Regions from separate parts of the Sus scrofa genome. Here region 2 is linked to region 1. Evidence: chromatin contacts called from public HiChIP or PLAC-seq data. All regions are on one chromosome and are shown on one strand. Each heading gives the region's core, a stretch centred on a gene start, on an enhancer-like site or on the middle of the called end of the contact. The rest is flanking DNA. Distances are from core to core; before and after follow the strand shown. Region 1 overlaps EIF4ENIF1 (eukaryotic translation initiation factor 4E transporter). Region 2 overlaps DEPDC5 (DEP domain-containing protein 5).

Evidence for each region. HiChIP or PLAC-seq counts read pairs in DNA pulled down with a chosen protein or histone mark.
Region 2: a contact with region 1 is called in an H3K27ac HiChIP or PLAC-seq map of alveolar macrophages. The contact joins two enhancer-like sites. A contact is called at or near these places in 1 of 47 Hi-C or Micro-C datasets (epiblast stem cells) and 1 of 2 datasets of contacts at active chromatin or transcription factors (alveolar macrophages).

The regions. Positions count from the first base shown.
Region 1 is chr14:48,154,062-48,157,181 of Sscrofa11.1, forward strand. EIF4ENIF1 (eukaryotic translation initiation factor 4E transporter) reads right to left here. Exons shown (of 19, transcript XM_021073985.1): 19 at 2,774-3,120. Among named protein-coding and RNA genes, the nearest start is that of DRG1, 29 kb to the left of the region's middle. Within about 2 kb of position 1,485, at least 3 of the 83 cell types and tissues checked have an H3K27ac peak or open chromatin away from gene starts, as enhancers often do. A contact at or near this core is called in alveolar macrophages, where this site is marked.
Region 2 is chr14:48,451,211-48,454,255 of Sscrofa11.1, forward strand. DEPDC5 (DEP domain-containing protein 5) reads left to right here. Exons shown (of 42, transcript XM_013983091.2): 12 at 365-437. Among named protein-coding and RNA genes, the nearest start is that of DEPDC5, 31 kb to the left of the region's middle. Within about 2 kb of position 1,306, at least 3 of the 83 cell types and tissues checked have an H3K27ac peak or open chromatin away from gene starts, as enhancers often do. A contact at or near this core is called in alveolar macrophages, where this site is marked.

The DNA.
Region 1 (3,120 bases), core at 235-2,734:
CAGTCCTGGTATCCTAGTCACTTTGCAGGGTGTAGACTTTGATATCCATTCATATTCATAACAGAAGCCATAATCTGGAGCCTATCCCAACTCTTCAGAGAAATACTGGCTTTCTGAGTTAGGGAGTTTCTAGTAAGCTTTGCTCTCCAGCCAGAGCATATATTGGGTTTTGGGGGAATCCTGAAATTCACTTCCATTGGGCAGTGAAATGCCAGAATGTTGAGAAGTTTGCAGAAATCCAAGTTCATCCAAGCCTTCAGGATGTGGTTTGAACAGGCCTCACTTTCATCATTCAACTTTTCTCCCATTGGTGGCCTCCTAGTGTTTAAGGAGAGCATTACCTTACCCTAGCTGTTACCTATTCCATTTTTCTTTCATAATCTTCTTTAGCACAGCTATGCAGACTCAGAGTCCTGTGCCATTAACTAGTTAGAATGCATATAGCTAGGCTTAACCACCTGATCTCTCACATAAGTTGTGTGGCTCAGATGGGCTCATGGCCCATCACAGATGTTACTGAAGATCCAAATTCTTTGCATCAAGCTCTGTCCCCTGTAGTTTGTTGGCTTTGTTGGACAGCTGGCTCCCCACATAGTCACAGAATGTGTACTCAGTCCCAGGCTTTACATCATTATCTAGAGCATTTCCTAGAAGCTGCCCAGCCAATTTGTCTATGTGTCTCATGGCCAAAATTGGGTAACATATCTCATTCTCAAACCAATTGTTGGAAAAGAGAATAGAATTACTGAAGAATCAGTTTACTCCTGAAAGTTATCTTCATTCCTGAAGTTTGTCTCTGGACCTGACTTCCCTTCCGTCTTAATAATTTTGAGCTTGGCTTATAAGATACTCAGCAGCAGTCTCCTGGAATAAGGCCTGGCTGTATTTTACAATTTTCTTACCAACTTTTTTTTTTTTTTTAATCTTTTCTACGGCCACTTCCAGGGCATATGGAGGTTCCCAGCCTAGGGGTCTAATCAGAGCTGTAGCCACCAGCCTACACCAGAGCCACAGGAATGCGGGAACTGAGCCACGTCTGTGACCTACACCACAGGTCACGGCAATGCCGGATCCTTAACCCACTGAGCAAGGCCAGGGATCAAACCCGCAACCTCACGGTTTCTAGTCTGATTTGTTAACCATTGAGCCACGAACAGAACTCCCTCTTACCAACTTATTACTACTAACTTCCCAAGTACTGGCTGCTCAGCTGCTTCCTTGGGCATGGGGGAGGGAGCACTATTTTTTCCTCTCCTGACTTCATCCTCTTCCTTTTAATTTCCATAAGGTTCCCTGTGGCCCTGTGCTTTTTTATTTTGAGGCCTTGCACATCCTTCTGGCCCTGATTGCTTCTCAACTCATCTTGTGCCTGCTGGACTTCCACCGTTGTTTCATGTATCTCGTTAGCTGAGATAGCACTTCCTCCTGCCCTTACCCTTTATCTGGCTCTTAGCTCCTAAAAACTGCATTATTAGCTTCCTCTTTTGCCTCTACTCTTACTCAACCAAAATTGTTTTAAGATCTGTGGATCTAGCTTCTGCTGTGCTATTCTTAGGAACACTTTTATTTCCTCTTAGCTCCATCTCACCAGTTATTGGCTAATGGCTTTGCTTGGTACCTACATCTGTACATTTCTTTCGTACTAGCTTCTAGACTGAAAAAGGACTGTTGGTTCAACATGAAAGGGAAGGAGGTAAAAGAGGACACACAGGAAAGATGGATTGGGATTCAGGTCTCTGCTGTTGTTACTTGAGATTGCTTTCTAGATTCTACTTGTGGAAACAAAAAGCCTTTGCGAGAATTCTAAACTGGAGTATTTCTGTAATTGAGGAGTCTTGCTCAGCAAATCCCACTTAGGGGACTAATGAAGTACCAGGAAGAGACAGACCATGCTCAATCCACAAAGCCAGGTTTTACTGAAATGTGACCTACTTTCTTATGTTCCTGGAAGTTTAGATCAGGGTGGGCAGCTCTGGGTTTTATAGGCTACACTGTTAACACTCAGGCTGTTTTCTACCGTTTAGTCAAAATATAGTCACCTTGCCTGCTTCACCTGTCCATCAGAGAATGGCCTCATTAATTGACTCTCTAGTATGAAGTCAAAGTAGCTTTGGTGGCCCTAAATGGACAAGTATCAAGAGACTGGGTGAATTGAGGAGCTTGAGACTGTCACCTCAGATCGAAAAGACTGAAAAATCACCTCAGATCAAAAAGACTGAAAAATCTTCAGTCTGGAAAGGGGACTCAAAACCATAATTAGAGTATTCTGGTAGAATCCTTTTCTCCACTGTTATTCATACAGTTAAGGTGAATAACTAAAAGTAATTGTGAGCTGAGGAGTAAGATACAACACACAAGGAATCAGTTAACAGAGTCTCGAGTGAAATTATAAATGGAAAGAATTATGACTTGAATCATAACTCTGAGGCCCCATTTTCCCTAACAACTTTTGTCCCAATAAACGTGGGTATTTGTTTGGGAGAAACTATCATATACATGATTACCCAGTAAACAGACTGTTTACTAAGTGGGTTTAATTTTAGAAATTGCGCGCTGCAATCTGGTATTAACCATACAACTACCTACCTATAGGGTCAGCCCAGCCTGAACTATCCCATTGGGGTCTTTATTAAGGCTCAAGAAACGGCCATAGCTTCTTCCTTTAAAATGAGTGTTTATTTCTATGAGCTTTAAAGAAAAAAACAGATAATTTCCCTCAACCTACTGAAGAGGAAGGGATTCAGGAAGAAATAAACACAACAATGCCATTCACTTCATTCACACACTTTGCATATGCAACTTTAATCAACCAAAAGAAAGTCCCAAATGTACAAGTGAAAAAAAATCAGAACTGTTGACACAGGCTTAACTAATATCAGCTACTTTTATGTACAGCTGTATAAGTTCAAAAAAGCTATCCTATATGTATGTACAAAGGTTGTTTATACACAGGTCTGTACATAAGGGTCTATACATTTATTTCCTCAGAACCCTTAAGGTGTCACCTCTTGGTGAAGACACCACACTTCATTGACATATCTTACAAAAAAAAGACTGTTTCCAGGATTGACAACATCGGGCATCCTGTATTCAGACTATGAAGGCTCAACTCGATTGGTT
Region 2 (3,045 bases), core at 56-2,555, 300 kb after region 1:
TTCTCCTACAGTTATTTTTTGTTAAGCTTTCCACACACCCATCCCAATACATTCCTTATCATTTTCTTTCACTTGGCACTGCTCCATCTTTCCTGTCTTTTCTGTTATGAGGATAAAGAAAATGGAAGATGACACAGTCCATTAGCGTTTGCAAGAAGTCTGTGGGTTGTGATTCATCTTAAAAGCAACTTAATAGTTATATAATTTATCTTTTGAGTGTGTGTGTGTGTGTGTGAGAGAGAGAGAGAGAGAGAGAGAGAGAGAGAGAGAGAGAGAGATACAAATCTTCAACCCAGAAGTGGGAGCAGAAAAGCTGAATTTATCTTTTCAACCTGACCTACATATGTTGTTTTCTCTATTTCAGATGAATTTCCCGAAATAAACCGAGCCTCAATTAGGCAGGATCACAAGGGGCGATTCTATGAAGATTTCTATAAGTATGTTTGGGTGCTTCACTTTGCCTTTTTTTCCCCCTTGGTTTTTTCTTTCCTAACTTAAAAAAAAATTAACCTTGTCACTTTGGAATAACTTTAGATTTACAGAGAAGTTGCCAAGATAGTACAGAGAGTTCCCTATACCCTTCACGCAGTTTCCTCTGTTAATATTTCCTATCCAAGGTATGTTTGTGAAAACTATAAGATTAGCATTGGTACATTGCTGTGAACTAAATATCAGACTTTTCTTAGATTTAATCAGTTTTTCCATTTAAGCACCTTTTTTGTTCCAGGCTCCAATCTGGGATATCATATTGCATTTATACTTTCCAAACTTTTTTTTTGTGAAAAATTTCACTCGCAGGAAAGAAGAGTGAACAAAATAAGGGACCCATATACCCAATACCTGGATTTAACAGTTATTCTCATGCCGTATTTGCTTCATCTGTTTTATCTAAATTTTATTCTAAAGCAAATTATAGATATTAAAACATTTTGTTCTTAGCTGGAGTTCCCTGGTGGCTCAGTGGGTGAGGACCTGGCATTATCACTGCTGTGGCTTGGGTTGCAGCTGTGGTGTGAGTTAGATCCCTGGCCTGGGAGTTTCCACATGTGGCAGGCAGGGCCAAAAAAACCCACAAATTTTTTTTCTAAAGAATAAGGGCATTTTCATATATGACAGCATAACCACAACATATAAGCACAATCACATTTAACAAAATTAACGATAATTGTGTAATATTATCTAGTATCTAGTACAGAGTCAGATTTCCTTAATTGTCTCCAAAACAACCTCCTGTTTGGTCTGCTTCTTAAGTCTAAAACAACTTCCCCTTCCTTTTTGTCCCCAAATCGTTGGCTCATAGAAGAATCCAGGGCAGTAGTCCTGTGGAGCTGGGCTTCTCAGACTTTAGTGTGCTTACAACTCACACCCTGGGGTTGCGTTAAAGTGCTGATTGTCATCAGTTCCAGAGGTCAGGGGTGGGCCTGAGACTCTGAATGTCTAACTAGCTCCTCTGTTTGCACATTTTGCTCACTTTGCACACCATTTTTGAATAGGGACGCTGTAGAAGACCCCTTCTGGATTTGTCTGATTGAATCCTGTGGTGGTGTTTGTTTATTGTCTGCAAACCAGAGGTTATAACCAGAACAACTTCCTGTTCACTCCCCAGCCCCCTGACATTTGGCAAAGTGTTTTTATTGTCAATCTGGAGGGAAGGGAGTGGTCACATAGCTGCTATCCAGTGGGTAGAGGCCAGAAATGCTGCAGAACATCCTGTAAGGCTCAGGGCAACTCTTCTGCCCCCAGCAAGAGTCATTTTGGCCCCAAATGCTGGTAGTGAGGAGGCTGAGAAGCCCTCTCTAAAGACTTGACCAGATTTAGGTAGAATTTTTTACGTTGTCACTGATATGCTATACTTCACACTGTGTCCACGGGATGCAGACCAACTTCTTGTCCCAGCAGTGCCACCGAAGATTCCCAAGCTAGGGGTCGAATCAGAGCTGTAGCCACCAGCCTACACCACAGCCACAGCAATGTAGGATCTGAGTCATGTCTGCGACCTATATCACAGCTCATGGCAACGCTGGATCCTTAACCCACTGAGCAAGGCCAGGGATTGTACCCGCAACCTCGTGGTTCCTAGTCGGATTCTGTTGCGCCACAACAGGAACTCCCGTACCCACTTGTTTTAAACTGTTATTTTCCACTTTATCACAAATGCCATTCTGTGCCTGATACTCTGCTTCCATGACATCATTTTTATTGCCGTATAGAAATTCCAATGATTTCTGAACACAGGTGATTTTTAGCTTTCTAATGAATAGTTTCTAGTCAATAGTTCTACCAGTGGACATCTTACAACTCAGTCTTTAAGCATATCCCTAGTTAGCCCTTAGGGCGATTTCCCGGAAACGTAGTTACTATAAGGTCAAAGGACATTCTATTTTTGTTAAGGCTTTTCATTTGTAATAGTCAAATTGCCCTCTGAGAACAGTGAAGTAGAAAATCCTATTTTCATAGCAGCAGTGTTATTTCTCTGTCCTCACCAACAGTGACTAGTACTCCTTTTTTCATTCTTCATTTGGATTGGAAGAAGAGCTATCTCATTGAATCTTTTTTTAAATACTGTTTATTATTGATCTTTTGGTAATTTTGTGGAAAGGTAGAGAAACACTGGTTAAGAATACACTCTGGAGCCAGATTTCCTTCATTTTTAATTTTTTTGTTGGCCATGTACATGGCATCCAAAAGTTTCTGTGCCATGAGTAAACCCTTGCCATAGCAGTGACCCAAGCCACTTCAGTGGCAACGCTGAATACTTAACCTGCTGTGCCGCAAAAGAGCTCCTCTCATTGCATCTTTTTTTTTTTTTGCTGTTCCTGCAGCATGTGGAAGTTCCCAGGCCAGGGATTGAACCTGCACCTCAGCAGCAGCCCAAGCCACTGCAAAGACAAGGCCAGATCCTTAACCCACTGTGTCCCAGGAAACTCCGATATTTGACTTCCATATTGTTATATGATAAATGACCCCAGCTCTGGGCACCTCGTCTTCTCCTTTCCTTGAAACCCTTAAGGGACCTGATGTTCGCCTGTCATATCTGCTTGATAC